Regions from separate parts of the Mus musculus genome. Here regions 2, 3, 4, 5 and 6 are each linked to region 1. The links are chromatin contacts, called in public promoter capture Hi-C and targeted proximity ligation maps. All regions are on one chromosome and are shown on one strand. The core of a region is the stretch at or near the end of the contact, and the rest is flanking DNA. Distances in the headings are between cores, read along the strand shown.

Region 1 (4,933 bases), core at 1,436-3,935:
TAATCCTTAGGGGATCTCTGCAGGGGAGCAGTTTCAGGCTACAGTCATCTGGGCTTTCAAAATACACATACTGTCAGCATCTGTCCTCATGGATGGCCCCGCCTGAGCCTGACCTGGAGAAGGCCCTGCCATCCCCACGGGTCTGAGTGATTGGGGCCCTTCACATGACTATGTTAATATCAACAGTACACATTTGCTCAGGACCATCTCTTCCTCACACTTCTCTCTGTGGGCTTTGTTCTACCTCAGAATTCCAACACATATTCACACACTCACATGCACACTCTTTTTTTTTTTCTTTTGGTTTTTCAAGACAGGGTTTCTCTGTATGTGTAGCCCTGGTTGTCCTGGAACTCACTCTGTAGACCAGGCTGGCCTTGAACTCAGAAATCCGCCTGCCTCTGCCTCCCAAGTGCTGGGATTAAAGGCGTGCGCCACCACGCCCAGCTCACACGCACACTTTACACTCACATTCACACTCATATATTCACATATACTCATAACATACACTCACATACACAGACATTCACACACATGAACACTCTACACTCACACACATACATTCACATATACTCATACACTCACATACACAGACATTCACACACACATTAACACACTCATACACTTACACTCACGTACATACATTCACATCCATACACACACACTCATGTACATACACACACACACACACACTCTAGTGTGTCAGGAGTTAGTTCCTGGGATTGAACTTTGGATCTTGGTAATGCTAAGCAAGCAGGATGCTACTGAGCTACACCCCTCACCCTCTATTGCTTAAAAAAGTCAGTGCTGGAGAAATGGCTCCAGTATTCCTCTTCCGGATGACCTGAGATTGGTTCCCACATCGGGCAGTTAACAACTTCCTGTAATTCCAGGTCCAGGGGACACTGCTGGCCTCTGTGGACACCTGCACTCGGGTGTATATACCAACACACAGATACACATGTATATGCATCATTAAAAGTTAATTTTTTTATTTTTTCTTTTTTTTTTTTTAAAGATTTATTAATTTATTTCATGTATGTGAGTACATTGTTGCTGTCTTCAGACATACCAGAAGAGGGCATCCAATCCCCATTACAGATGGTTGTGAGTCACCATGTGGTTACTGGAAATTGAACTCAGGACCTCTGGAAGAGCAGTCATTGCTCTTAATTGCTGAGCCACCTCTCCAGCCCGTTAATTTTTTTTTCTTTTTTCTAATCAAGGCAATGGAAGCTGAGGAAATGTCTTATTGGGTAAACCGCTTGCTACACAGCATGAGGGTCTGGGTTCAGATTTCCAGCCCTAGCATAAAGGCCAGCTATAGTGGTGATGCAGGTTTGTAACCCTTAGAGGGCCAGGGAGGTGAAGACTGGCAGACCACTCTGGCACTCTGGCCACGCAATCTAGCTAAATTAGTAATTTCCAGCGACAAACCCTGTCTTAAAACATAAGGTGAATAGGTACACACGAATATACCACATACATTACCACTCAGACAGTTAAATGAAATGAAGCAGATTTTTTTTTTTAAACGTCAAGGCAGAGCGGAGCATGGTAGTGTACACCTTTCATCCCAGAGCCTAGGAGGCAGAAACAGGCGGATCTTTGTGAGTTCGAGGCCTCATCTACTTAGTGAGTTCCAGAACAGTCAGAGTTACACAATGTGAGACCCTGTCTCAAAATGACAAAACAAAAACAAACAAACAAACAAGATGGAAAGAGGTTGGGTAAGGGAAAGTTAAGGAAGACCTGGTTATTGCCGCTAGCGGTCTGGGCCAGGCACGGGAACCCTGGACACGCAACCCTTTCCCGTCTAGGCCCGCCTTGAGACGTGGGCAACGCGAAGTCCCGCCCATTCACCCCTTCCTGGGCGCTGGAGGCACCCAGACTCCGCCTCCAAGGCATGATCTCCGCTGGGGGCGGAGGCGGAAACTGGGTGGGGGACTTGGATGGGAAGAGGCTCGGGAAAGGGCTGGCACTGGGCCCTAGTGTCCTCCGCGCCCAAGTTCAAGCTTGCCCGCCTTCCCAGGGGCTTCCATTCATTTCGAGCCAAGAATACTGCTGCCCTCTCCCCCATACTACTGTAGTTTTGCGCTGGCACGGCTTGGGGAAGCAGTACCCCAAGTAAAGAGACCACCTGGAGGCCGTGGATGTGGATGCAGAGGGAATTGGACAATTAATTTGGACAATTAATTAAGTTGGACGAGGGTCTGGAAACCTTGGATGAAGTTTTAGGATCATCTAAGTGATGATGGTTTAACACTGGATAAAATTCTGAAAGGAGTAGAATTTGAAGCTCTGAGGATTAAATGCCTAGTAGGTTCTGGGAGGCGCAGAATCGGGTTACACGGAGGTGCGAATGCACAGCATGGGATTCCGGAGGCACAGGTTAGATAGGGTCTAGGTGGGCAGAATAACATTTTGAGTGAAGGCCCGGGGTCCTTAGGTGAGTTTGGGGGCCAAGCATCAAGGTCAGTGGCCTAAGGATCCAAACTTTGGGAAACTCTGGCTGGGCGTCCGCAGGCGACTCCAGGCAGCGCCGCGGGGGACCGGGTGGGGGCCTGTGGCCGGCCGGGGCGGAGAAGCCGGGGGGTCGGGGTCCCTCCCCCTGGCGCGGGCTCAGGAATCCGCCGAAGGGCGGGCGGAGGCGCCGGGGTGGGCCGCGGCCGGCGGGCGGGCGGGGGGCGCTTCCTGGGGCCGCGCGTCCAGTGAGCTGCGCGGTCCGTCCGTCCGTCCGCCCGCCCGCAGGCACTGCTGGAGTCGACGCGTGAGTGGCCTCCAGCGGAGGGAGGGCGCGGGCCGTTTGGCGGCCGAGTCGGTGCTGCGCGGAGCGGGGAGGCCTGCGCTTCACGACTCGCGGGGCGGGGGCGGGGCGGTCCGGGATTGCGGGCCTGGGCCATAGGCCTGCGAAAGGATTCTGTCCCCAGCCCTGGAAGGTTCCAGCCTCAGCACAGTCCTGAGACGAGACAGCTGGGACCCAGGCTCCCCTTCCAGATAGAGGGAATGGGGGGTGCTGTGGCAGAAACCCCTGACTTCTGCCCACCACCTCCCAGCCTCAGGATGCTCCCTTTTGCCTCCTGCCTCCCCGGGTCTTTGCTGCTCTGGGCGTTTCTGCTGTTGCTCTTGGGAGCAGCGTCCCCACAGGATCCCGAGGAGCCGGACAGCTACACGGTGGGGACCGTGGGGTCACCAGCTTGGGATGGGATGGGAAGGACAGTGAGATCAGGATCCTGGGGAGGCTGCTTCTGGGCAAGATTCTCCCCGGCTTGGTTGGTGGAAAGCTGGAGGCCATTGTGTGGAGCTGACCCGAGCATGACTCTGAACTCTGGCCCTGGTCTTGGCCTGGCTAGTTGGTGGAGACAGCCAGGGTGGTCACTGGCCACATCGGGTTCCCTTCCAGGAATGCACAGATGGCTATGAGTGGGATGCAGACAGCCAGCACTGCCGGGGTGAGTCTCTGTCTGGGGTACTAGCCATCTTCAGGAACTGGGAAGGGGGTTGTTGTTTCCCAGGGATACCTTACCTCCCAGAGCTGCTGCAGGAACTTGATGGCCCTTTTCCCTGTCCAGCTTGGTAGCCAGCCATGCTTCCCTTGTGCCACTCAGTTAGGAGCCCTGCCCCTTCAAGAAGCTGGACAAACGGCCTCTATCCTGCAGGAGGGAAGGGAGCACCTGGCTATTGCCCAGAGAGAAGGAAATACGCACACCTTCCCTGGACTGCACTGTACCTGCCTAGCCCAGCTCTTTATCCCAATGCAGCCTGGGAGAGCCGTGCATGCCCCGTGGGTCGGCAGGCCCGCAAAATTTCTCTTGGGCAAAGGTAGAGGCAGGGATTTGAGGAGGCAGGAGAATGGAGATACCAGTGTGAAACAGGGGGCCCCACTCCCAGTCCTGCCAATCCCTGGCAGGGCTTCTGGGTCAGCAGCCTTAGTTTGCCTAGCAGAGAGAAAGTCTTGCTCTGTTGCTCAGCTTAGAGAAGGCCAAGTTGGGCATCTGCCTCCCACTACCTCCAGGGCCAGCCCAGGTGACTGGCTGTGCCCAGCAGGCCCCTCTCTGCAGATGTCAACGAGTGCCTGACCATCCCGGAGGCTTGCAAGGGTGAGATGAAATGCATCAACCACTACGGGGGTTATTTGTGTCTGCCTCGCTCTGCTGCCGTCATCAGTGATCTCCATGGTGAAGGACCTCCACCGCCAGCGGCCCATGCTCAACAACCAAACCCTTGCCCGCAGGGCTACGAGCCTGATGAACAGGAGAGCTGTGTGGGTAAGCAAGGGCTGATCGGGTGTCTGGGCTTCCACGCGGTTTATGAGTTTTTTCCCCGAGACAGGGTTTCTCTGTGGAGCCCTGGCTGTCCTGGAACTCATAGACCAGGCTGGCCTCGAACTCAGAAATCTGCCTGCCTCTGCCTCCCGAGTGCTGGGATTATAGGCGTGTGTTACCATTCCTGACTTTTTTTTTTTTTAATTTTTAAACTAATTTTGTATTTACTGTACAAAGTAATGCGTTCCATCATGGTATCATCTCCTGGCACATGTCATTCTTGTTTGTTTTCATCTTCTAGTAGCACTTTTTGGTCCTCCCTAGTTTTTGTTGTTGTTGTTTTTGTTTTTTATTTATTTTTTTGTTTTCTTTTGGGGGCGATTTTGAGACAGTTTCTGGATTTGATCCCCACCATCACAAAAACAAGAGGATCTCTGTGGGTTCCAAGCTAGTTGTGGTCTGTGTGGTAGCAGACACTTGTAGTCCCACCAGTGGGGAGATGTGAGCAGGAAGACCTGAAGGTAAAGGGCACCCTCAACCGTAAGGGCTTTGACTGAGGACGACCTGAGCTGGGTGAGCTCTTATCTCAAAAAGGGAGCTAATTAATTAATTAATTAGTAAAAGTAATGTTCCCTATAAAATCCCCAGGCCTCATGCTCCTCTTCCCC
Region 2 (4,933 bases), core at 1,362-3,861, 1.5 Mb after region 1:
ACCGCTCATGGGATTGCTGACCCCTCCCTCCCAAAGGCCAGAGTCAGAAAGTACAGCCTCCTAACCCCTCTCAGTCAAGAAAACCAACCACAGTTGTAACTCCCATTCTAGAGAGGTGGAGACAGGAGGACCACTGAAAGTTTGAGACCAGTCTGGGCTACAATGTGAGATCTTGTCTCAAAAACAACCGGGCGTGGTGGCACATGCCTTTAATCAGGATGCAGAGGCAGGCGGATTTCTGAGTTCGAGGCCAGCCTGGTCTACAAAGTGAGTTCCAGGATAGCCAGGGCTATACAGAGAAACCCTGTCTCGAAACACCCCCCCCAAAAAAAAATCCAAAAAAACAAAAACAACAACAAAAAAAAAATCCAACATAACCAGAAAGACACCCCCACTCCCACCCCAGGGCTGGAGAGATGGCTCAGCGGTTAAGAGCACTGACTGTTCTTCCATAGGTTTTGAGTTCAATTCCTAGCAACCACATGGTGGATCACAGCCATCTATAATGGGATCCGGTGCCCTCTTCTGGTGTGTCTGAAGACAGTGATAGTAATATCACATGCATAAAATAAATAAATCAGAAAGACCCCTGACCCTTTAGATCATAGAGAATAATGAACACCTCCCATCCATGCAGGTGGGAGGAAGGTGCTACCAGCTGGAGACACAGACCTACCCCAGGAAGTTAGAGTGCCCTGTGTCAAGCTCAGGTTTCCTCTCCCTCCCTCACCTTGGGGGCACCAATACCTCTTTTGACTTGGTGAAAAAAGCACGTTTAATCTCTTCAGCGCTGGCACCCGGATGCACGCCCAACAATTCATAGTAATTAGTAGGGACAGACCTGTGGAGAAAAGCCCAAACCTGCAGAGACTCAGGAGGCCAGAGGGCACCATCGCCCAGTCTGCCACCCCTGCTCAACCACACCTTCAGTTCAGCTACCAGGAACTGAGTCCCAAGACACATCTGGCCCCAGATTGCCCTTTGGGTATTTCAAGAATAGTCAGGATTTCTCTTTTTCAAAGTGTAGTCCTCTCCTAAACGACAAACCCAGGAGACCTTTGTTGCTTCTTCCTCTTCTTTCTCTCTCTCTCTTTCTTTACAAAATAGGGTCTTATTACCTGTCAGACCTGGAGCTCCCTAGGTAGACCAGACTAGCCTTAAACTCACAGTGCTTGCCATTGCCTTCCAAATTCTGGGACCAGAGGCATGTGTACTACCATCCTGGCTAAAAAGTTTCTTCAAATATTGTTTAAAATTATATTATTTTGTGTTTATGAGTGTTTTCTGTATGTATGTCCACCACATGCCTGTCTGGTGTCTCCAACGGGTCAGAAGAGGGTCTCCATAATTTACCATGTGAATGCTGGGAATCAAAACTGGATCCTAGCCGGGCGTGGTGACACATGCCTTTAATCCCAGCACTTGAGAGGCAGAGGCAGGCTAATTTCTGAGTTCAAGGCCAGCCTGGTCTACAGAGTGAGTTCCAGGACAGCCAGGACTACATAGAGAAACCCTGTCTCGAAAAACCAAGAAAAACCAATAAATAAATAAATAAATAAAAGCCAGGCATGGTGGCGCACGCCTTTAGTCCCAGCACTCAGGAGGCAGAGGCAGGTGGATTTCTGAGTTCGAGGAGGCCAGCCTGGTCTACAGAGTGAGTTTCAGGACAGCCTGGGCTATACAGAGAAACCCTGTCTCAGAAGAAAAAAAAAAAAAAACTGGATCCTCTGTGAGAGTGGCAAGTACATGGAGGCTGTGCCTGAACTCTATAGACATGCCGGAGATTGACTATGGAGGCTTACCTGGGTCACATAGGAAAACTCCATCTCAAAGGAAAAGGCAGATTCCCATGTCCCCACTTCATTGAATGCTGGAGGACCAGCATCCAGATTCAAGCCCAGAAATCTACATCTTTGTACTCAACCTCCTCTTTCCCAGCGTATGCACAGCGAAGCCTGACAACACGCCAGAGCTATGGAAAGAGCAGACCAGAGCTCAGATTCCCGAACTGTCGTTTAACTTAATCTCGGAGCTCAGTTCTTAGCTATTGGTATACTAAGTGCCTAGCATTGAAGGAGAATGTTGTCTGGGACTTGACACATAATGCAGAGACAACTATCTCAAGACGCAAGGTGGGCTCTCAGGAGAAAAACCACTGAACATGGACAAATTCTGGGGCTCAACTCACCGCTGCCCTGTGGCGGCTGTGAGAAGTCGGATGGAAAGGCTATGCGGCCACAGCCGGCATAGGCGCAGGGGCAGCTGGAGCAACAGGGACGGCATGACGACGACGGGCAGGCAGCTAGGAAAGGGAGGCCCCCAAAAGTCCATTGGGTCTCAATCGGGCCGGACTTCGGGGATCGTGGCAGAAAGAAGGAACCTGCCTCAGTTTCCCACAAAGGCAAATTCGAGGAAGGCCTCTTTACTAAGAACCAGACAAGGGGTGCTCTAGGCCTTCCAGCATCACCCTCCAAGTCTGGACCACCCGCTAGGCACTTGGGACACCCCTTCTCACCCAAAGCATTAGGGGGCGTGCGAAGGAGGAGACACAGCCAAGCCCCGCCCCTGCCCCACTCACAGGCTCCTTGGTCGCCGCCATTTCCTGCGCCTATGAAGGCCCCGCCCCTGATCCCTCATTGGGGGTAGACGCTCAGGCCACGCTTATTGGGCGAGATGAGGATAATGTGCATCAAAGGACCCGCCCCCACATGCTCATTGGCCTAGGACGCCGGGGCCCGCGAAGCGGAAGCATTGGGACAGCTGAAAAAGGTACCAGTGTCAAACCGAAGAGGCGGGGGTAGGGGCAGAGCTTGACCTCCAGGAAGGTCTTGTGCTCCACCCTCTCTTTTAGCTGCGAGGTACGGGTTCTGCAGAGATGTCTTCACCCCGTCGTGACCCGCATTCCGCAGCCAAGAGGAACACAGAGGTCGCACCTTGGGGCTTTTTTGTTTTGTTCCCTTTATGCCACAGTGCTCAGCCCCTCTCATCCATCCCGGGTTCTCTCAGAGGACCCCGGACTCCTAGGAAAGCAGCAGAAGCTAACGGAATACAAGAATAAAGTCCTTTATTGTCTTCAGAGCTGCAGTGATAGGGCTGGGGCGCTAGGGTGACTCAGGTGGGACTTCCCAACACCTGACTGTAGAGGTGGATGGCGATTGTAGAGGAGGATGGCGCCTTTGGCCGAGGGGCAGAGTTGTGCCCACATCTCCGTCTCCTGCAGTCTCTGTACCCTCTGTGGGAAATCAATGAGACCCAGACATCAGGCCTCCCTTCGTCCAGGGACACCCTGTGCCTGGAGTTGCCATACTTTAGAACTCCTAGACTGTCCCTGTCCCTGGGCTTTTCCTTTAGGAAGGAGCCAAGCTCTGTGCCTCAGGAAACTCTGGGAGACCCAGAGGCCTCTACCTCACCTAGATATCCCTAACCCCATAACCAGACACCTAGAAGGTCTCAACTCCACACCTGTGTCTCCACAAAGATGATTCCTGTAGACTCGTGGGCCTCAGGTCCCCCACTCAGGTAATAACTCCTGACCTCCTCTGAAGTCAAGCTGCACCTAGACAAAAACATGAAGGTGTCTTGGTAGATATCCACACCTTATAGGACGGACCCCTGCAAAACGCCAGTTGCCTTAAACCCACTCCTTCCCTGGCCATCTCACCCAGGATCCTGTGCCCGGGAACCCACTCACTGGACATAGAACTCTGCACTGGCTCTGCCCGCGCTGGTCTCATTGCAAGCGATTCCCAACAACAGTGGCTGGCTCAAGGTGTGCAGTGGCAGGTTCACCTGTGGTGGGGAGTCCTACCTGTCAGGCTGACTTCTCAGTAGCCTGGCTGGTTGGTTGGTTTGGTTTGGTGTTTCTGTTTGTTTTTGTTTCAAGACAGGGCCTTGTGTAGCCTAGGCTATCCTTAAACTTAATATTTAGCAAAGATAACTCTGAATTTCTGATCCTTCTGCCTCTACCTCCTGAGTGCTGGGACTACAGGTATACATCACGGTAGTTCACATGGAACAAACCCCGGGTGTTTTGTCTCAAGCTGTGGGTGGTGGCTCCTTGGGGTAGGGGGTCAAATACCCTTCTCACAGGAGTTGCCTGAGACCACGAGAAAACACAGATATTTACATTATGATGTGTAACAGTAGCAAAATGACAGTTATGAAGTAGCAATGAAAATCACAGTCGGGGTCACCGCCACACGAGGGACTGTATTAAAGGGTCACAGCATTAGGAAGACTGAGAACCGCTGTGCTCGGCAAACAGTCTAACAAAGGGAGTGTATCCCCAATCCTCAATGGCTGTGACCCTCGAATGTTTGTCTTGTCGGTCAAGTGCCCCATAATACAGAATACAGGTTCTGGGCATGTTCATTTTACAGATGAGAAATGGAACAGATATCCAGGGAAGTCCTTGTACCCAAGTGAGGCTGACTCAGTAACACACTCTCATTACTTTTTGGCAAACACAGACAGTTTTCATTGTTTCCACTGGGGGTGGGGGTGGGGGTGGGGGGTGGGGAGAACCGAGCATCAAAGAATCACAGGCCCAGCTTTAATCACCGGCCCAGCTTCAACTCCACACTCTTCCTCAACGCCAGAGAGGGTCATGCAGACCCACTCTGGCCCAGCACTGTGGATTTCTAGCCAATTCTACCCTCTTACCCATACCCTCTATGCTGTCTGGGGTCCTGGTGGCTCACCTCATCACAGATCTCCTGTAGGACACTGGAGAAGAGTTCTCGTACCACCAGCAACCCGGGGAGGTCCTTGTGCCGGGGGATGCCACCAGAGCACAGGGCCTGTGAAAAGTTGAGGCTCAGATTTCATCTATGCCACTTCCCACACCGCCGCTTTTCTCTTGCTGGGCATGGAGGCCTGGAGCAGACTCAGTGTGAGAGTCCTGGCAATCCCTAACCCAGGCCCACCTATTCCA
Region 3 (4,933 bases), core at 860-3,359, 1.4 Mb before region 1:
GCTTTTTTTTTTTTTTTTTTTTTTCCCAATAGGCCCTGGCTGTCCTGGAACTTTGTGGACCAGGCTGACCTTGAACCCACAGAGATTCGCCTGCCTCTGCCTCCCAAGTGTTAGGATTAAGGACAAGCCCTGCACTGGCTCCTGCCATCAGTTTTATTGGTCTGGGGTGGGGGCTGGGGGAGGCAGGTGGACTCACATCTTTATGCAAGCAGCCAGGGGCCGGTTCACATGCTCAGGAGACTCCAGGAAGGCCTTGAGCTTGGGTCGGGATTTGAGGCGCGCCACATAGGCGGAGAACAGGGGAAAGTCATTCAAGTAACCAGGAAACAGGAGCTCGAGATTCAGAAGCACGTCCAGCAGGCGGTAGTCCGCGAAAGAGATCTACAGGACGGGGGAGTGACAGGGCTGGAGCTGAGGCAGGACTGGGAGAAGCGCCACAGAGCAAAGCACTGGATGCTCCCTGCTTCTGCCTCTGCATCTGGCCTCAGTTTACCCCTCTGAGAAAGGATCTGGCAATGAGTGGGTGGGGAAAGGCCTACCCAATGCTCACCTGGTCACCAACAATGAAGGACTGGCCACCCCTGTTCTGGGCCAGGAGAGTTTCAAATGGCTTCAGGTGTCCCGGAAGCTCCTTCTGATACTGGTCCTTGCCCTCCTTCTGTGGTCAGAAATGTGCAGCCAGAGTGACCGAAGTGATCTCCCTTTCCTGCCCACCACGCTTGGTCACTAGCCTGTGGCTCCTACATACCAGGATATGGCGATACTGCCGGGCAATGCGTCTGAATAGGTCTTCCAGTCCATCGTTCACCATGTCCACCAGTGCTGCCTCTTGTTGGTCTTTGCCATAGAGCCCTGGGTCAGCGGGCAGGCAGCAGGCTCAGGTTCTGTACTTGTCCCTACATGTCCACTCAGTCTCAGCCTGGGTCTACTCTCTAACCTTAATTGGAGGTCTTCCCTGCCTACCTCTGGGATGTCATTAGAAAAATGATACAAGTTGGAAACTCACAGCCCTGGCTGTACAGACAGCGACCGCCCAGCAGCACACCAGTAGCCTTCTGGAACCTGGGCCCTGCATGATCCTCTAGGGTGACCCAGGTGGGACATTGGTGGCTGCAGGTGAGGCAATTCAAAGCCCCAGGACATTTTGAGGAACATCTCAGGTGTCTCTCAGGGCTTGGCTTCTGGACTCACCGAAGGAGCGGCCCAGGTGCCGTAGGATAGTATTGGATTGGTACAGGGTGAGCTCTCCATCCTGGAACTTGGGGATCTGTCCAAACAACTGGGAGAAGATCCCTCTGTAAGGGGTGCTGAACCTGGCTGCCCCCAATCCTAGACACAGCACCCTAAGGCTGCGCCCCAACCGAATCCCCAAGGGGGAGAGGGAGACAATTACTCACACAGGAAGCCTTGAATGTGCCTTGCTCCCAAACATCCAAGGTCACCACCTCCTCCTTCCAGCTCTGGCCCTGGTCAGCTAGAAGCATGCGCATAACCTCACAGCGCCCTGTATGGGGGTGCAGGATGAGGACACAGCGAAGAGATCTACTCTCAGAGCATCCTGGGAGAGTTTGGGAGAGTGGAAAGCTGACAAGAGGACTACACTAGCTTGGGAGCCTCATAGGGAGGGGAGATATGTGGTGATAGAGGCCATGTCCTAACATTATCTTGGAATGCGAAGACCCAGCCCCACCATGGCACAGGGAAGGAAGGAAAAGTGACAGACAGTGCAGCTATCTACGGAGGCTAAGAGGGCAGTCCTGGCCCCACCAACCACAACTGTAGTCCTGCCCCAGGTCTCTGTCCCGGCCCGGCCCCAATACAGTCTTGGTCACGCCCTTCCTACACCACTGTTGGGGATTCCCAGGAATGACCCAGAAGACTATTGTTTGTGCCCTTCGTCTTGAAAGTGCTGAGGCCACACCTCGGGAAGGGAAATAGACGATGGTGTAAGGTGGCACTAGGAGAGATAGACAAAAAGCACGATGAAGGAGGACCTTGCCTGGGCTGCAGGGCCAAGGAGCGGTTAGTAGCAGGGGTGAGGTGGGGGTATAATTGCCCCCGCCCTTGCCTCCAGGTTTCTCCTTACTGTTGGGCGGATACAGTGTGGTGCAAGCTCAGCAGGAAGAGAGGAAGTGATCGGGGCCTTATATTGACAGGAAGACTCCACCTCCTCAGACATCCCACACTGCCCCAGAAACAGACCAAGTCCTGGTGTTCAGTGTACCAGCTTCCTGGCAGACGTGGTGGGGGAGGGCAGACTCACCTTTCTATCTGTGGTGCAATATGCTACTGGAGTTTTGCAAGAGGCACACATGGTCACATGATAAGCCTCCCACTTAACACGCCCAAACCACTCGGTTTCTTGTGTGCTCAGGGGTTTGGACAGTGCCTTATATGCAGGTAGGCCTCTACCAACAGTACATGGTATAATAATAAGTGCTCCTTGTAAAAATAAGGCAATGTAGAGGAGCCGTGGTTAATCCCAGCACTTGGGAGGAGGCAGAAGCAAGAGGATCTCTGAGTTCAGCCCAGTCCGTCTGGTCGACAGAGTTCCAGGACAGCCAGGGCTCCAAAGAGAAACCATGTTTATAAATGACAAAAAATAAATAATAACAATAACCATAATAATGGCAGTGTCACCTGGAGTGATGGCACACACCTTTAATTGCAGCACTCAAAGTACAAAGGAAGGTCGGGCGGCACGCCTTTAATCCCAGCACTTGGGAGGCAGAGGCAGGCAGATTTCTGAGTTCGAGGCCAGCCTGGTCTACAAAGTGAGTTCCAGGACAGCCAGGGCTATACAAAGAAACTCTGTCTCGAAAAAAAAAAAAAAAAGTACAAAGAGAGGCAGCCCTTTCGAATTCAAGGCCAGACTGGTCTACAACCAAGATCACCAAGCCAGCCAGAGCTATATAGCAACCAAGCCAGCCAGAGCTATATAGCAAGAGCCTGTCTTTTCAAGAAAAGAATAAAGGGATTTAAAAAAAATTTTTTTAAAGATTTATTTATTATTATAAATGAGTACACTGCAGCTGTATTTAGACACACCAGAAGATGGCATCAGATCTCACTATGGGTGGTTGTGAGCTACCATGTGGTTGCTGGGATTTGAACTCAGGACCTTTGGGAGAGCAGTCAGTGCTCTTACTCGCTGAGCCATCTCACCAGCCCTAAAATTTTTTTTAAATATTTATTTATTTATCACATGCAAGCACACTGCAGCTGTCCTCAGACACACCAGAAGAGGGCATCCAATCCCACCACAGATGGCCGTGAGCTACCATGCAGTCGCCGGGACCTGAACTCAAGACCTCCAAAACAGCAGCCAATGCTCCCAACCACTGAGCCATCCCTCCAGCCCCCCCTTTTTTTTTAAATAAAGGGATTTTAACTAATGAACTATCCCCTCCTCTCTTGGTGATGCTATAACAGAAAACTCTTAGCAAAGAGTTAAGCCTTACATGTACCAGTCCTCAAGGCTAGCACTGTTCCTTGTTTGTAGAGAAATTGAAACAAAGAATTGACGTGGCATGCCCAAGGTCACTCAGCTAGTAAACAGGATTTAAACTTGTTTGGTCTGGTTAGTTCCCTGGGAACCTCATGTCTGTCTGTCTGTCTTCTATCTATCATCTATGCATCTGTCTATCTATCTATCTATCTATCTATCTATCTATCTATCTATCTATCTATCTATCATCGACACTGTGCTTCTCTGTTCTCTGTGTAGCCCTGGTTGACCTGGAACTTGCTCTGTAGAGCAGGCCAGCTTCAAAACCATAGAATGCCACCTGTCTCTGTCTCCTGAGTGCTGGGATTTAAGGAGTGTGCCAGTACTGCCAGGCTGGGAACCTCACTTTTTAAATCCATTTTCCCCCTTTGATACCTTTTTGTTGAAGGGAACAGACTATGTCACTTCACAATGTGCTTCTGTAACATAAACCGTACCACTGGAGCAGGGCATGACAGTGCAGAGCTGGACTCAGTGCTGTGAGCACCAGGATGGAAGGTGCTGAGTGAAGCTAGCCTGGGCTGCATAGGGAAACTGAAAGATTTTCGAATTCCCGGCCCATGTACCAAATGAAAGACCCTCGAGGGAAGACCCTCACTCAGACACTCAAGTCCCGGGACAGCCGCGTACCCAAGAAGACACTGAGACCATACATAAAATGTAGAAGGCAAGATTTAATAAAGCAGCGACATGAAAGCACACAGACCAGAGCTCTGGGGTCGAAATAAAGCAGCAACATGAAAGCACACAGAGCTCTGGGGTCGAAACTCATACACCTTAGCACAGGGTAGAGGAGTCTCGACGACGACTCAAAATTTTCACAAGCTTTTAAAGGAAAAAACCACAAACTGGGAGGGGGAATGGGGAGGGAATAGGGGAAGTTTAACAACCACAAGTTTACTCAACCAAAGAGTCATATCCTGTGATTGGCAATACATCTGGCCTGTTGAAACATTCTGTGGTTGTTCCAGAAAATGTTTTTCTCAAGTATGTTTTCCAGATGGGAGGGGGTGGGCTCCGAGGTGAAAGTTCATGTTCTCACAAGAGGCCAGTAATTTTTTATTCTTCATTCCCCACTTCTTCTTGTAAGTAATTCTAATCTTAGAATTTCAGAAATCTATATCTTTATGTGGAGAATACTGCATTTACTCTATCTTTAACATGGGAACAAAAACAGAATAAGGCAGATTAGTAAACAGAACTAGGCAGGGACCCTTCTAGTGAGGCTTGAGGGTCTCAGCATGACGCAGGTGTACGCAGATCAGATCTCTGGCTGGAACTGGTAAGATGTCCTTGGGGTACCTGGCTCGTTCACTGTAGCCAGTTGTGACCAGACTTCTTTCTGCACCACCTGCAAGCCTTTTAACTTAACATATAGATCATTATTATAACAACATAGGTTTAAACACATTATTTAAGACAGTG
Region 4 (4,933 bases), core at 1,547-4,046, 1.3 Mb before region 1:
TCAGATTTCTGAGTTCGAGGCCAGCCTGGTCTACAGAGTGAGTTCCAGGACAGCCAGGGCTACACAGAGAAACCCTGTCTTGAACCCTCCCCCCAAAACAAAACAAAACAAAAAAATTAAACCCTATAGAAACAGTAACCACTCATGAGACTTCCAAGAAGAAGGATGTAGCTAGGTGAGACCTGACTGGGTGCCTGGCACACAGAGGACAGGCAGGAAAAAGTGGATGAAATTTTCTCTGGACATCACATCTATATAAACTCCCACCAGCCCCACCCACCCCACAAACACTAGGCACTGGATGGATGTTTGCTGAATGAATGAACAGATAGAGAGACAGACAGATGGACACACGGCCAGGCATGGTATGTGAGCCTCCTAGCCATCCTCCATGATACCTCTCAAGAGTCCCTAAGTCCCCACCCAGTGTTCCTGGGCTGGCTCCCTGCCACACCCTGCTCGGCTTAGCCCACACACCTACCACTGAGGCACTCCAGGATGAGGTAGAGTTTGCCACCTGTCTGGAAAGCATAGGCCAGTTCTACAATGAAGGGATGCTTCACAGATTCTAGAATGTTCCTCTCAGCCCGGGTATGGGCTGTGTCCTTGGCACTGCATACAATCTTGGCCTAGAGATGCAGGAGTCTGTTAGAAGGGGAGGCATCCAGAGTGCTTGCCTTTCTGCTCTGCGGATTGACTGCCACCTCAATAGAATGCGCAACCTCAAGAGTCAACTATACTGAGGAGGAGCCAGTGTTCCAGTACACGTCTCTTGTTTCAAATAAACATTGAAACAACTTGGGTATGTAAGTGTCTAGATGCTAGGTCTGTGCAGTGATATCATCCTGACAGTAACCAACCCATAGAGTCGGGGTACCAAGGGTGGAACAGTATCACAAAGAGCCCCCTTTCTAGAAGCTTCTCCAGTCTGCCCTCCACAAGATCTGATCATGACAAAGACAATGGGAGGACTGGGCACTGGACTCAGAGGTTCAAAGTGTGAACTATGAAAGCATAAAGATCTGAGTTCAAATCTTCAGTAGCAATATAAAAAGCCAACGATGGCTGTGCGTGCCTGTGCCCTGTGGGAGGGGCACAGAAGCACCACTGGGTCTCCAGCCCAGCTTCAGTGAGACCTTGTCTCCTGAGAGGAAGTGACTTAAAAACAGTAAACTTTTCCGGAACCGGTTTATCCTCTCAGTCTCTCACCCTTGATACTTTCTTGTGTTCTTTGAGACAAGGTATCATTATGTAGCCCCTGGTGTGCTGGCCTACCACCACTCAGATCCTCCGGCTTTACCCATTCAAGTCCTGAGACTACACAGTATCCTACCAAGTTCAGCTCAACTTGACCCTGCTGACACACTGAGCCACACAATTCTTTGTCGTGGGTTCCTGTTGCGCTGCATCCTGGGCTTCTATTCACAGAATGCCAACAGTACTGCCTGTCCTCATGAGTCCTGACAATCAAAGCTTGCCATATGTGCCCTAGCAGGCCAGCTTCTTCCATCCAAGAATTACTCCAAAATCGTATGTATGACAATAGATGCTAAGTCAGCAAGTGTCAAGATAAGGACTGTCTTTATCATGTTTCCGGCTGTCTTCCCGAGACCTGGCACAGGCTGATGGGGATGGCAGCTACTCTGTCTCTGCTGGCTAAGCGAGTGACTCACCTTCCTTAAGACCTTCATGGCATATATTTTTCCCAAGTTGGTGCCTTGCACTTTTCTCACCTGGAACACCTGTAGGGCAGGGGAGACAGGATTAACTTCTCTGACCACACCCCACCTTCAAGGTTGCCCCACCCTAAAGGGACCAAAAGGTCTAAACTCAGCTTAAGGGTGGAACAGTAAAGATCTCCATCAGATTTTGAAAGGATATGCCCTTCCTTCCCCCAGGTCTCCAGCTCTGAATTCCATCAGAGACTCCGTACATTTACAAGCCTATTGGGTGTGAAGGATAGTATGCTGTCTCAGGCTAGAGCTGAGGTCGCCAGGGAGAGAGGGATGTTAGTACCTTGCCATAGCCCCCCTTGCCCAGTACACTCAGTAGCTCAAAGCAGTGGGGCCCGATGCGCTCAGGACCCAGGTTCACGCTGCTCTCTGTCAGCTCTACTTCTTCATAGTGTCCCACTGTCCTAAAGACAGAATAAGTTAATGAGGGAAAGGCTCTAGTGTACTCCAAGTCCCGACCCCTACTCCATACCCCCACCCCCCAAGCAAGACCCTCACTCACTCCAGGCCAGCAGCCCTTAATTCGCCAAGGGGACACACGTCCTGTGAGAAACCAAGTAATAAGAACCATGGGAGGTGCCAGAATACCTCCTCCCAACCTAGGCTCAACTGCTTGGCCCAGGGGAGAGGACCAAGGATAGAAGACAGGAGCAGGGATGGGGAAAGGTTGGGAAGGAGAGACCAAGGATAGAAAAGGAAAGATTGGGTCCAGGGGCTGGGGCTGGGGTTGGGGTTGGGGCTGGATCTGGGTTTGTAGGGGTCACAAACCACTCAGAGTTGGGAGCGCCAGGGTTTTGGTTAACCAGCCGGGCTCCCGGGTCCAGTCGCGCCCGGAGAGAAACACTCACCGCAGGGCTGAACTCCGGTTCGCCCTCGCCCTCGCTCCCTTCCTCGGTCTCCAAGTCTAAATCAAATACGGCCGCCATGGCCCCGCCGGTCCCGCGGGACCCTTGGCCCGGACCAGGCAGAACTCTGACTGACAGCACCGGGCTGTGCCTACGTCATTTCTCCGCGACAGCAGCCGCTCGCTCTGTTGACGCAATAGCTTCACCCACTCTCAAGTCGAGTGGGAAGAAAAGATGGCGCCTGTCGGAAAGCCTCTCGGGAGTCGTAGTTCCAGACATCTGGACCTCCCATCCTGCAAGCCTTATGAATAGAATAGGCTTTACTAGACCATCTTCCTTGTCGGTTTCTCCTGGGCCAGCTCTCGCCCCGAGCCGCGCGCACAGAGGCTCCCATTTTGACTCTGGAGCAAGTTCAAGATTTAATGGGCAGAATTACAGATGCATGAACGTTTAAGTGGCAACTCCTCAGCCCTTCTTAGTGCTGTGAGCTGCCCAGAAAGAAAACTTGTGTCTGTTCGGTTGTATTAGGGGACAGTAAGCTGTATTAGGGACACTCCATACAACCTCCCTGAAGCTCACAGACCCTGCAGGTCTGACATTTTCTGGGCGACTGCCTGGGCTTTGTTTCAAGGCTCCCTTTCTGAAGGGCTCAACACACCTAAATATGGACTTTTGCTAATGTATGCATACCGAGTATTTGAGCTGCCTAGTTCAGAATAGATATTTTAATAGAATATAGTTGAAAGGATGGATGAGAACTGGCGAGATGGTTCAGCGGGTAAAATCACTTGCCATACAAATGGCAAGTGACTGCTGGGGTTCGATCCCAAACGAAGCCTGTCCATTTCTATTGGAGTCTGTCTGGATAGCTTTTCCATTGCACACGGGATGCCCACTGAGGTATAGGATATGAACTCAGATGAACAAAATTTAGGGGTATCCAGGTCTGCAGAGGGATTACTGCCTGAATATGATTTAGGATTATAATTCAAGAAAAAAAAATCTCAAACATACATGTAGATATAAGGTAAGCCCGTAGCAAAGGTCAACCCTGGGGCCCAGCCAATGGGGTGCTTTCTACCTCTCCCTCCCACTTCCCAGCTCCCCACCTACTGAACCTGGGAGGGGAGCACTAGCTAAAACACTGGACTCCGGATACTTCACTAGTTAACAAGTCTTTATTTAGGTAGGCAGGTTTCAGGAGCTGTCCTCGGCTCCTGAGCAAAGACAGGTGTTTTCAGAGTAGCTAGCTCCCTAAAATGAGGAAAGGTGTACACAGAAGTCCCAGGGCCAAGCTAGCTAGGAATGCCAGAGGCCAAAGCAACAAAGCTGGTAGAGATCGTGTGTGGTGTATGGGAGGCAGGTGTTTAGGAGTCTGAGTGCTGCCTATAAATGAAGATAGAAAGGAGAGAGGACCTGGAGGCTAACTGAGCGTTTAAAACAGTAAACAGAGAAGGTTGGCCTTGGCATTCTGTCTACATCCACTATAATAGGAACTTGGAGGCAGTCTTTTTTTTTTTTTCTCTCTCTGAGCCTGCTTCCTCATCTGTAACATAGGGGCACTAGGGTCTGCCTGAAAGCATGAAGGGAAATGTTTACTCCTAGTGCTGAGCACAGACATTTGCTTCTACTGCTCAGGCCAACAGACACAGTGAAGCACGGCCAGACATTTTCAGCAGGCTCTACAACTGTCCTGGGTTTTGCATAAAGGCTAGTGTGCTAATCTCCCATTTCATGGCCTTTGTCCAAGGCTAGGGGCTGGTGAAGGTTCTCTCCTTGTGTAGGTGACAGGAAGAGCTGGACCTAGGCGGTGGAGGGGTAAGAGAGGAGGAGCCTGGGTTTCACCCACCCCCATCTGGGCTGGGCACTGATGTGCCAGTGAAGAAGCTGCTATTTGTTAGTTCTTTAAAGGCTGGAGTCCTGGGGGTACCTGGGGCTAGATGGAGGCTTTCTGGAAGGCAAGAGGACCCAGCAAATTCCAGATACTTGTTTTATGGTCCTTGAATCCAGAAGACTTTGGTGTCACAATGGCTCTACTGTTCTGGAATAGGCCTGAGTTGTGGTAGCATGCTGACCCTGGGTTGGGGCAAAGTGACAGAGAGAGGGACAGGGAAATATAGCCCCACGGCCCCTCCTCCTGGCACTGCATCCCTGCTGCTCCTTGACCCCAGTGCTATTTGAAATGAGACAGGAAATGGGCAACAGGGTAGTTGGGCCTGTCAATGCCCAAGCCCTGACAGATGCCTAGCAGGCGGTGACAGGCCTCAGCAGGGCTGGGCCCAGCACAGGCCACATTGCAGTAGGGCTCCTCATACTGGCCAGGTATCAGGGCCTCCTCCAGCAGGTTGAGTCGTA
Region 5 (4,933 bases), core at 964-3,463, 1.3 Mb before region 1:
CAACCTGGGCTGAATCTACTGGGAACAGCTGCCCAGTTTCTGCAGGCCAATGCCTCTGAGACACAGCTGGGTGGAGCAGGTCAGCACTCCCCTCTCCAGCCTCATTGAGAGGCCATTCCTCCTCATTGCTGTCTTTCCCCTTCTGTTGCTACACTCTCCTCATTCTATTGTCTCCCTGTGTCTCCTCTCTCTTTTCCCAGGTCCCTTCTCCTTTCTTTTCTCTCCCCTTCAGCCCTCCTTACTTCTCTCTTCATCCAGGCGGTTCCCCCTGACTCAGCAAGGTGCTTTATAAGGTGCTGAGGGGCTCAGCCAAATCCAAACCACATTGTCTGCAAAGCCTTTCTTTCCACCAGGGGTGAGCTGTGGAGCTGCACAGCCCAAGCCGGGCTTCCAAGCTGCTCCCCTTCCCTTCCTTGCTCCCTTCAGAAGGGGTGGTAGATGCTAGGGGGACCTCCTGGTCCACTCTGGGTCACTTACTTGTGGGCATCTGCCTTCTTGACCTTGGCAAGCGCACCAAGAGATGGTTAGGCTCACTGGCCAAGAATGCCATTGAAACTCCAGAGCCCTGGCTGGTGGGGGGTGGGGAGGTGGGGGAGGGAGGTCTAAGCACTTTTCACAGGGCCCCTCCAAGGCACTTTTCATCAGAGCAGCTACTGATGCTCTAGACTTCCCTGCCCCCACCCAGACCAGCTCTCCATTCTCAGCTTTTTCTTCTTGTTCAGAAAAGGGGGGGGGGGGTGAGGGAGAAAGAAAGGAAGGGAAAGAGGGGAAAAAAATAGAAAGAAACACCCCAACAACAAAGTCTGTCCCACTCCAGTGAGGTAATTGAAAACAAATTTTTTCCCAACCCCCCCACCCCCCCACCCCAGTTCTCCAGTGCAGAACAGGGAAGTGCCGCCCTGGGAAACTAGCACTGGCCATGACTGATGCCCACGCTGACCCACAGGCTGGAGGGGCTGTGTTGGACTGGCAGAGTGCCCTCCTTTCCCAGGGGTCCCAGCAGAAGTGGGGGGGGGGGTGAATACCTCATGCCATTCCAGAGACAGGCATCACCTTCCACGGCTGGCTGCCACCGCTATCTACCCCTGGTGAGACTACAGAGAAACAACACAGCAACTTATCAGATGACTTAATTGGTGGAATGCTTCTACAAGCACCCAAGACTTGGGGACCAAATGACTGTCCCCCAAGAAAAATCACAGAATGGGGCTGCCTCCAAGCCCCAGATGACAGCTGTTTCCTCTGCACTAGCTCTCATGCTCCCTCGCTCTCCCTGGCAGCCCTCTGGAGAGGGAGGAAGGAGGAGGAAAGGAGACCCTCCTGGGAGGGTCTAGGCTTATGGGTCCCCTAGGTCTCCCACTCAGAAAGTCCCAACCCAGGCCTGAGGGGAAGGAGGGAGAATGCTCTTAGCCAAACCACCCCTACCTCACCACCGGAAAAACCAACAACCCAAACCCCCAAAGGGAAGAGGATGCCAAATGTCTCGATGGGGAAGCTTTTCACTAACGGGATGCTGGGTCTATCCATGGCCTTGAATCTTCGAGTTCCCGCTGAGTCACCCGTGAAGCCTCTGGTGTTGAAACTGGTCCGGTGCCTTGTGCTGATTAATGAATTACAAATCCCCCACCCATGTGCACTCTCCCTGGTCACCGGGAAGAATGAAAACCCTTGTGAACTTGACTGAGAAGCTGGGCCCTGGTGCCCTCTCCCCTCCTCAGGGGGCATTGTGAGCTGGTTAGTCACCTGCCCCAGCCCCTGGCGCCACACTTAGCTCTAGCTTTTGGAAGTGGGACAAGTGGCGGGACAATAGGCAAGGGGGGCGGTCAGCCCAGACAAAGGGCAGCAGGAAAAACACCATCACTTGCTTGGAGGCCAGCTTGCTGGCATTTGAGAGAATGTGTCATTGCATTTACTCAAGTGGGAGGGGGAGGGAAGGTTAGAATGAAGAGGCAGAGGTAGAGTGGGTACAGGGACCCTCAACCCGGCAATGAGCAGAGGGAAGAAGGCCAGCATGCCTTGGCCGACACCAAGGAAGAAGCCCACACCAAGGCCAGCTCCCTTTCCAAGCTCTCAGGAGTTTGCCGAGGGACGATGCCCTCCCTGCCCCCTCCCCCAGGAGGCCTAGGGTGGTACCGTCGCAGCCTTGCCTCACCTCACCACCCCCCCCCTCAGTGTTGTGGGAGGGAGAGGAGCCCCAGAAGCCCTCCCTTCCCTCCTCCCCCCTCTTCCCCCCACCCGGGGAGGGCTGCTACAATTTGTGGTTACAGCTTTACACGTCAGAAAAAAAAAAGTTTGCAGAATGTCCCACACCGAAAAAAAAATGCGAAACCGAGAGAAAAAAACCTGCGAGTGGGCCTGGCGGATGGGATTATTAAAGCTTCGCCGGAGCCGCGGCTCGCCCTCCCACTCCGCCAGCCTCTGGGAGAGGAGCCGCGCCCGGCCGGCCCGGCCCCCAGCCCCATGGACCTCCGAGCAGGTAGGAGCCAGGCGTCCGAGGCCGAGGCCTCCGCCCCCGCCCAGCACCAGTGAGATCCGGTTCCCGTCCTCCTCCCCACCCTCGGAGCCCCAAGCCCGGGCCGGGCCGGGGAGCAGAGCTCGGGCTGGGGAGGTACGGCCGGGCGCCCTCGAGAGGGGCCGGGTGGGGACGCGGCATTCCTGGAGTCCGCTTGGCGGAGCCAGGAGGTGGCTGAGAACGCGGCGGGGAGCCTGGACAACCCTCAGACCTGGACGGGCGGCCACCTGGAGCCGCGGCGAGGCGGGGTCCCAGGGAACCCGCGGACACAGAGCCCCGCGCCAGAATCGGGGCGAGCGAGTCCGAGGCGGGCAGCGAGGGTGTGGGGGGGGGGCCGCGGCGCAAGGGAGGAGGGGGCCAGGAGAGGAAGAGGGAGGGAGAGAGGCAGAGGGGGAGCCCGCGGCCGAGCAGCGGGAAGCGAGGGGGAGGCCGACACCTCGGGCCGCGCTGAACTCCTTCCTCGGCCCGCGGGGAGGGCAGGAGGGCGCGCGAGAGGAGGGCGGAGGGCAGAGCAAACCTAGCTGGGCCGGGCCGGGCCGGGCCGGGCCGCCACGGGACTCCGGTTACTACGCTGCGCGCGGCGTGGCCGGAGCCCTCCATGCTGCCCACCGCCTGGGAGCCAGAGGCAGGTAGGCGCGGCGGGGTGGCCGGGGCCCCGAGCCCGCGGTGGCCTGGGAGTGATTACTGCAGGAGGGTGTTGTGGGGGAGACGCAGCCTGGCCGGACCCAGCAGGAAAAAGTCCGTCAGCGGCCGGGAGCGCCGAGACTGCCGGCAGCCCCTCGAGCGGCTGCCTGGCTAGGCGGCCCGTGGCAGGAGGGCGGGCCAGGCAGGGAGTGGACGCGCCGGAGCGGGCAGCGGCTCAGCCGAGCCCCGAAGCCCAACGCCCGGACCCCGCCTCCGCCCCCGCCGCCGCCGGGAAGGGAGCGAACGGGGGGGCGGGGCCGGGGGCGCCGGGGCCACACAAGGGGAAGGCGCCATCGCCGCCGGGAGGGGTCCGAGATCGAGAGGTCACGGTCGAGAAGGTAGGGCCAGCGAACTGCCAACTTCCACCGCCCCAGTTCTTGGAGCTGATCCCCTCAAGCAAAGTCCGCGTAGCTTCTTCAAAGTCCCCACACCCATGTTCTCACCTACCTTTCTATTACACTGGGGTGCAGAAGGCTTTCCTCTAGGAGACCCCCAATCTCCGTGTTCTCCAGAGCCTAGGAGCAGGAAGAACCTGCCAAAAGAAAGGAGGGCAGACAGGAGGATGGATGTATATGGCAGCGGCAGACCGAATCTTAGAGAGAGACTAGAGGTGGGGAACATCATTCACACCTCTCTCTCACTTTCTTCTTCTTCTTCTTCTTCTTCTTCTTCTTCTTCTTCTTCTTCTTCTTCTTCTTCTTCTTCTTCTTCTTCTTCTTCCTCTCTTTCTTCTTTCTCTCTGTCTGTCTGTCTGTCTCTCTCTCTGAATCTGAGCAGGGAAATCTCTGGCTTTCATTGTCCCTGACAGGCATCTGTCTCAGTCCAGTCAGTACACACCACCATCCCGTTCGCCCCCCTCACCACCAGCCGAAAGTTCTGACTTCTCTTAACAGTCAAGGTGCACCCTTATAGCTCTAGTGTCCGGTAGCCACACTTCAAGGAAGAGGAACAACTAGAAATGGAAGCTGGTGTCCCTGGGCAACCTCAGAACTGTCTGCTGACTGGAGTAATGGGCTCCCGGCTGCACACCCAAGTGTCCAGTTCACACTTCTGCAAGCCAGCCCTACACACTAGCTACTGATTCCTGACACTTCACATTCCTCCCCATAATCCCACCTGCCTGTTCACACCCTGGCTCCTGCACTCTCTGCAGCCCCTCCCACACCCTCCTGTACATCCTTGACCACAACAGCCTTTCCAGTTCACCCGCACACTCGCTCTGGGCTATTTCCTTCGCTTCTTTTCCGGCGGCCTCAGAGGGCTGCTGACCAGAAAGCAGTGGCTTTCCTCTCATCTCCCTGAGAAACCCAGGGCCCTCTTGTGGCATAGTGGAGCAGCTTTTCCCTCAGCCTAAGCGCAGCTCCCGGACTCACTTCACAAGGAAAGACTTGCCTTGCCTGCTGCTTCTTTCCCCTGACACCGGTCCGTCCATCTTTTGGACTAGAAAGGAAGAGAAGGGGGGAAACAGGACTGTTTGAAAGGACACCAAGATGGAGCCCCATAGGATTCATCTGGGAGGAACCTTAGCACAGTGCAGTCTCCTATGGGAGCCACTGCTACCAGGTGGGTTCATGGTAGAGCTCGGTCTCCTGGCTTCCAGGCCCTACCTTCATTCCTCACCAGCCATGGGGAAGGGACCTGAGACTGCAGAAGTGAGGGTGGAAAGACTAGGTTTCCGTGGGCCTACATGGATCTCACCACTTTTAAACTACTCCCTTCAGTTCCCCTCAGTGTACT
Region 6 (4,933 bases), core at 802-3,301, 1.2 Mb before region 1:
GGAGGTAGGGTCTATTAGGAGCAATGCATTCTGGGGAAAGATTGTCCAGACACAGAGAGTTCTAGAAAAGGCACCACCTTAAACTTTGCAGACCTCCACCTGCAGAAGAACCCCATGGCTGTGGCCGCCCAGGAGAGCACTACAAGCCCAAGATGCGGACTGCCCCTCCCCCACTCTTCCCTTTAAGTTTTGTCATTTCTGAACTCATTTTCATCCTAACTGCTGCTGCCCCTAGACAGCCCCAGCTGACACTCAGTCTAGTTCCTGTTTTGAGAAATCTGATTGCAAATGTCTTAGAAAAAAGGGGGGCCCAACGGCCTCTTCAAAACACAGACCAATTTTTCCTCTACAGGGCTTGGTTCTCAGTCAAACTGAAACCCAGTGTGCAGCCACTGGAGGAGGGGGCACGGTGACAGGCACAGCAGCAAGCCCGCAACCTGCCCACCTGGCTCTAAGGACAGAGGACACCAGAGGCCTATTTCACACTGCCCACTGGGGGTAGAGCATGTTCTACCACAGAGAATGACAGTAAAATCAAGGCCAACTCTTGGCTGTTAAAGGAGTTGGCATGGGAGGCTACTGGGACTGGCCTCACCACCCACCAGGAGGCATCCTGGTGGGTGGACACATCTCCTCTTCCAGATGCAGGACAGACGTCCAGGCCACCCTTCAGGTCAGGACAAAACATAAAACTCGAAGCTGAGAGCCCTGATGTGGAGGCCAGGTGACACTGCACAAGCCATTCCAGTCTGAGTTGTTTCCCCTCTCACACACACACACCTTGTTCTATGGGAACAAAACTACACCTGTCTCACTCGCTCTCTGGTCTCCTGTGCAGCTCAAATAGGAAGATAAGTCTATTTACCATAATATACTGGACAAGCCCCAGCTACACCTCTCACATCCTGCCCTGTTCTGCACCCACATCCTGGACAGTTTAAACTTTGATACCAGGTGCGATGACATCAGTTGTCTTGTAGAGAGGTGGCAGCATGGTCCATCTGCTGTAGGATGGGAGGTCCCCTGGTCAAAAGTACCCATAAGGAACCACAAGTGGGGAAAAGGGTAAAGTAGGGACTTCCCTCACCCACCGGAGCGCAGCCCTCAGGAATGGTACACTGCACTGTCCCCAGAAAGCACTCTCAAACCCAATCCCATAGTGACCCCACCATAGGGGAAGGCAAAATAAATAAATAAATAAATAAATAAATAAAAGTCTTCAAATTGGTCCTCTTCACTCCACAAACCTCACAAGAGTGTTACCCACTCCACGGGGAGTGGATAGGGTAGTGGAATACCAACGGGAGCAACAGACTGTGTGATACAATCGGGTAAACAGAGGCAGACTTGAGGAAGGGAACCACAAGGGAACACGAGAGGGTAGAGGGCAGAGCCAAGCATCAGGGTGGAAAGAAGGCTGCAGCAGAGTCAGGGGCTGACAGCGACCAGGCCGGGCAGTGAGATACAGGAAGCGGCAGGGCGGCCCAGGGCTAGGAGCTTGGACTTGGGGCGCCCAGGGCTTGCGGACACCAAGCCTTGCGGCGGCAGGGACAGAGGAAGTCTCCGGGTCCTGGGGCGGCCAGAATAATGGGGTCTCCGGGGCAGAAGGTCCCCGGAGTAGAAGGGGTTCCCGGGTCCTGGGGCAGAAGGTCCCCGGAACCTGGGGCGGAGGGGGTCCCTAGGGCACGGGATCCCGGGGCGGCGCGTGGGGCCCGGCACAGGCGGGCTCACCTGGGCTCTGGCAGCAGGATCTTCTTGCTGGCGCGCGCGGCCGGCGTGGCCTTGCTCTTCTCCATGGCCATCAGGTAGCTCACATCGGCCAGCACCGCCTCCAGGTCGGCCATCTTGGCGGCGGCGGCGGCGCTGTTCCTCCCGCCGCCCGAGGCTCCGCTCCGCTCCCGCTCGCTCGGCCCGGCCCGGCCCGCGCGGCTTGTGGGCCTCGGCGCCGCCGCCGCCCCGCCCGGTCCTCGCTCGTCGCCGGCTCACAGGCGGCGCCGCCCCATGGCGCCGGCTCGGGCCCGGCCCGGCTCGCGCTCCGCTCCCGCCGGGACTGCAGTCGGGGCGCCGCCGCCGCCGCCACCACCACCACCACCCGCTCGCCCGCGCCCCGGAGCTGCCGCCGCCGCCTCCGGCCCCGCCTGCCGCGCACAGCGCCAGCGAGCCGCCGAGGGGCCGAGCCGGGCGGGCGGCGGGCGGGCGGGCAGGCGACAGCGCCCCCTAGAGGCTGCACCGCTCGGGTCCGAGACACGGGTCTCAGTCCTGGTTTGTTACCTGAGTCTTCCACCAAGGACTCTAGGATGACCTCAGACCCCAAGCCATGACCACAAACGCGGATCCCATCTCAGCATGCTAGACTGCACGCTCCACTAGGGCCAAGACCGTGGGTCCTAACAAGAATCCTGACACCGACCAAGACTCCTATACTCAAATTTCTGAACATTCTCTCAGAGTCACACCATCATTACCACCCCTGACTCCTGACCTGACCAGATGACAATCCTGACTTCAAACTCCCAACAGGACCCCAGACTCAGAGCTTGGGCCGCACTCCTGACATGAACGTTTGTTGTTGTTCTTGTTTTAGAGAGGGTATCCCCGTGTAGCCTTGGCTAGTCTGTAACTCACTATGTAGACCAGGCAGACCACTAATTCACAGCGATCTGCTTTCCTCTGCCTCCCAAGTGCTGAAATGGATTAAAGGCATAGTCCATTAAACCACACTCTGATGAACGCCGAACTCATTAATTGATCGATCGATTGACTGATCAGTTGATTGATTGTGTATGCACATGTGGAGGTTAGAGGACAGACAATTTGACCATCAGTTCTCTCTTTTTACCACATGGGTCTCTAGGGATGGAACTCAAGGTCCTCAGGCTTGGTGGCAAACATTTTACCCACTGAGCCCTTCTGTGCCTTCTTCCTTGGCCAACTCCTGTCTACTTTACCTGGCTAGCACACGAGAGGCAAAAGCAGGTGTCTTTCTGTAAAGTCAAAGCCAACCAGGGCTATAGAGTGAGACCCCGTCTTAAGCAAATGAGTGAAAGCAATTTAAACTGCACACCTCTCTAGAGCACCTCTTTGCTTTCCAGGCTGCCAGGACACTCCCACCCCAGGCATGGACACTTAGAACCTGATTCTCCTGCCAGTTCGTGTCCAGCAAAGCAAGTATCCCGACTCCCCTGACTTCTTGACTCCTTCAGAAGAAAACAAATCCTATTAGGGGAGAAAGGTTGTCAGCGGACGACATCTCTAGACAGATCCTGCCTCTACTTCTCCTTTCCTAGGTCACCACTACAGCCTCCTGAGAGTCCTCTGACCTGTCCATTTCTCAGGGTTCCTAAAACTGCCCTCTGATACAGGCTCTGACCAGAATGGCTGTCCCCAAATCTAGATCTGATGGGATTACTGTACATTCAAGGCCAAACAACAGCTGTCTAGTGCCCCAGAGCTACCAAGAGTGAAAAGTCCTGTTTTTGTTTCTGGTTTTGGTTTTTCCAGACAAGGTTTCTCTGTGTAACCCTTGCTGCCCTGGAACTCACTCTGTAGACCAGGATGACTTTGAACTCAGAAATCTGCTTGCCTTTGTCTTCCAAGCGCTGGGGTCAAAGGTGTGTGCCACTATACCCACCTGAGACTGCCAAGTCTCCTTTGGTTTTGTTTGTTTGTTTGTTTGTTTTTTTTGAGACAGGGTTTCCTTGTGTATCCCTGTCTTGGAACAGGGTGTAGACCAGGCTGGCCTTGAACTTGAACTCAGAGATTAACTTGCTTCTGCCTCCCAAGTACTGAGATTAAAGGCATGAGCCACCACCACCTGTCAAAAGTGTAAAATCTTAAGGGGACATTTTGGACCCCAATTTTCTGCTGCCCAAGCCAGGTTCGGTTGAACAGTAACCTGTGCTTAGCTTTTTTGAAACAGAGTCTCACCATGTAGCCTTTGGTTAGTTTGAAACTTAACTATGTAAACCAGGCTAGCCTTGAACTTATAGAGATTTATACCACCCTAGTGGCCTAGGTGAACAGTCTCTCTCTCTCTCTCTCTCTCTCTCTCTCTCTCTCTCTCTCTCTCTCTCTCTCTCTCGTTTTTGAGACAGGGCTATGGAGCTGTGGCTGTGCAAGAATTCACTATGTAGACCAGGCTGGCCTCAAACTCACAGAGTTTGCCTGCCTCTGCCTCCTGAGTGCTGGGATTAAAGGCGTGCACTACCAGCGCCAGGCTGGCGAGTCTCTTAAACTGAAGCATGAATGGTAGAGTCCTGTTGCCCTCTTTAGCTTGGTTCCTGCCATCCCCTAAGAATCTCCTCTCTCTGTTAGTTCTTCACTTTGGGCTTCTGCTTTTCCATGGACCTGGAAGCCCCTTTATGTGCCTTCTTCCATAACCAATCCTGCTGTTCCTTTCAGACCCACGCCCTGATGCCCTGACCCCAACTGTATGCATGTTCCATTCTACATTTAACACTACCAGGCCATATTGCTTTCATTTAAAACCATCGTCAATCAAAACATTCATTGTTGTACATATAAATTGGGGGAAGGCAGCCATTACATCATAACATCTCTACACCTGAATGTCAGGCATGTTGATATATGAGGAGAGATACCCACTGACTTCCACTGTAATTGATGCTCCATGGTCATCTCTCTCTTTTTTTTGTTTTGTTTTTGGTTTTTGGTTTTTCGAGACATGGTTTCTCTGTGTAGCCCTGGCTGTCCTGGCACTCACTTTGTAGACCAGGCTGGCCTTGAACTCAGAAATCTGCCTGCCTCTGCCTCCCGAGTGCTGGGATTAAAGGCATGCGTCACCACGCCCGGCGGTCATCTCTCTCTTGTGTGCATATGAACATATGTGTTACAAGTATGTGTGCATATTCTGTGAGTATGAGTGCATGCATGCTATGTGCAGGTATGTGTCTGGTCAATCTTATATATAATT

What was found. Promoter capture Hi-C pulls out the DNA fragments that hold promoters and counts their contacts.
Region 2: a contact with region 1 is called in a targeted proximity ligation map of pancreatic cancer cells. A contact is called at or near these places in 1 of 39 promoter capture datasets (the C10 cell line) and 1 of 130 datasets of targeted methods (pancreatic cancer cells).
Region 3: a contact with region 1 is called in a targeted proximity ligation map of pancreatic cancer cells. A contact is called at or near these places in 1 of 39 promoter capture datasets (pre-B cells) and 1 of 130 datasets of targeted methods (pancreatic cancer cells).
Region 4: a contact with region 1 is called in a promoter capture Hi-C map of liver, with 2.8 times the contacts expected there. A contact is called at or near these places in 3 of 39 promoter capture datasets (erythroid cells and liver) and 1 of 130 datasets of targeted methods (pancreatic cancer cells).
Region 5: a promoter capture Hi-C map of liver shows a contact between it and region 1, with 2.7 times the contacts expected there. A contact is called at or near these places in 1 of 39 promoter capture datasets (liver), 1 of 130 datasets of targeted methods (pancreatic cancer cells) and 1 of 9 other capture datasets (liver).
Region 6: a promoter capture Hi-C map of neutrophils shows a contact between it and region 1, with 5 times the contacts expected there. A contact is called at or near these places in 3 of 39 promoter capture datasets (the C10 cell line, liver and neutrophils) and 1 of 130 datasets of targeted methods (microglia).

What each region holds. Positions count from the first base shown.
Region 1 is chr19:5,472,005-5,476,937 of GRCm38.p6, forward strand. Efemp2 (epidermal growth factor-containing fibulin-like extracellular matrix protein 2) reads left to right here and starts at 2,686. Exons shown (of 11, transcript NM_021474.3): 1 at 2,686-2,770; 2 at 3,057-3,174; 3 at 3,404-3,452; 4 at 4,062-4,268. The coding sequence starts at 3,064.
Region 2 is chr19:6,989,971-6,994,903 of GRCm38.p6, forward strand. Dnajc4 (DnaJ heat shock protein family (Hsp40) member C4) reads right to left here and starts at 2,612. Exons shown (of 7, transcript NM_001357001.1): 1 at 2,579-2,612; 2 at 2,189-2,302; 3 at 748-841. The coding sequence starts at 2,283. Nudt22 (nudix (nucleoside diphosphate linked moiety X)-type motif 22) reads right to left here. Exons shown (of 6, transcript NM_026675.2): 3 at 4,701-4,799; 4 at 3,692-3,789; 5 at 3,463-3,556; 6 at 3,049-3,232. The coding sequence ends at 3,074. It overlaps Gm35838 (a long non-coding RNA gene), which reads left to right and starts at 2,487. Exons shown (of 2, transcript XR_386530.2): 1 at 2,487-2,769; 2 at 2,852-3,076.
Region 3 is chr19:4,057,338-4,062,270 of GRCm38.p6, forward strand. It overlaps Gstp3 (glutathione S-transferase pi 3), which reads right to left and starts at 2,110. Exons shown (of 7, transcript NM_144869.3): 1 at 2,087-2,110; 2 at 1,922-1,957; 3 at 1,398-1,504; 4 at 1,192-1,279; 5 at 749-852; 6 at 551-658; 7 at 136-381. The coding sequence starts at 2,087. The coding sequence ends at 193.
Region 4 is chr19:4,160,587-4,165,519 of GRCm38.p6, forward strand. Rps6kb2 (ribosomal protein S6 kinase, polypeptide 2) reads right to left here and starts at 2,797. Exons shown (of 15, transcript NM_021485.3): 1 at 2,582-2,797; 2 at 2,236-2,276; 3 at 2,017-2,137; 4 at 1,674-1,742; 5 at 482-629. The coding sequence starts at 2,659. Carns1 (carnosine synthase 1) reads right to left here. Exons shown (of 10, transcript NM_134148.2): 10 at 3,738-4,933. The coding sequence ends at 4,752.
Region 5 is chr19:4,212,025-4,216,957 of GRCm38.p6, forward strand. It overlaps Clcf1 (cardiotrophin-like cytokine factor 1), which reads left to right and starts at 2,214. Exons shown (of 3, transcript NM_019952.5): 1 at 2,214-2,476. The coding sequence starts at 2,461. It overlaps Gm45928 (predicted gene, 45928), which reads left to right and starts at 2,401. Exons shown (of 4, transcript NR_132309.2): 1 at 2,401-2,476. It overlaps LOC102631992 (a long non-coding RNA gene), which reads right to left. Exons shown (of 4, transcript XR_003952884.1): 3 at 1,026-3,728.
Region 6 is chr19:4,304,171-4,309,103 of GRCm38.p6, forward strand. Grk2 (G protein-coupled receptor kinase 2) reads right to left here and starts at 2,052. Exons shown (of 21, transcript NM_001290818.1): 1 at 1,732-2,052. The coding sequence starts at 1,844.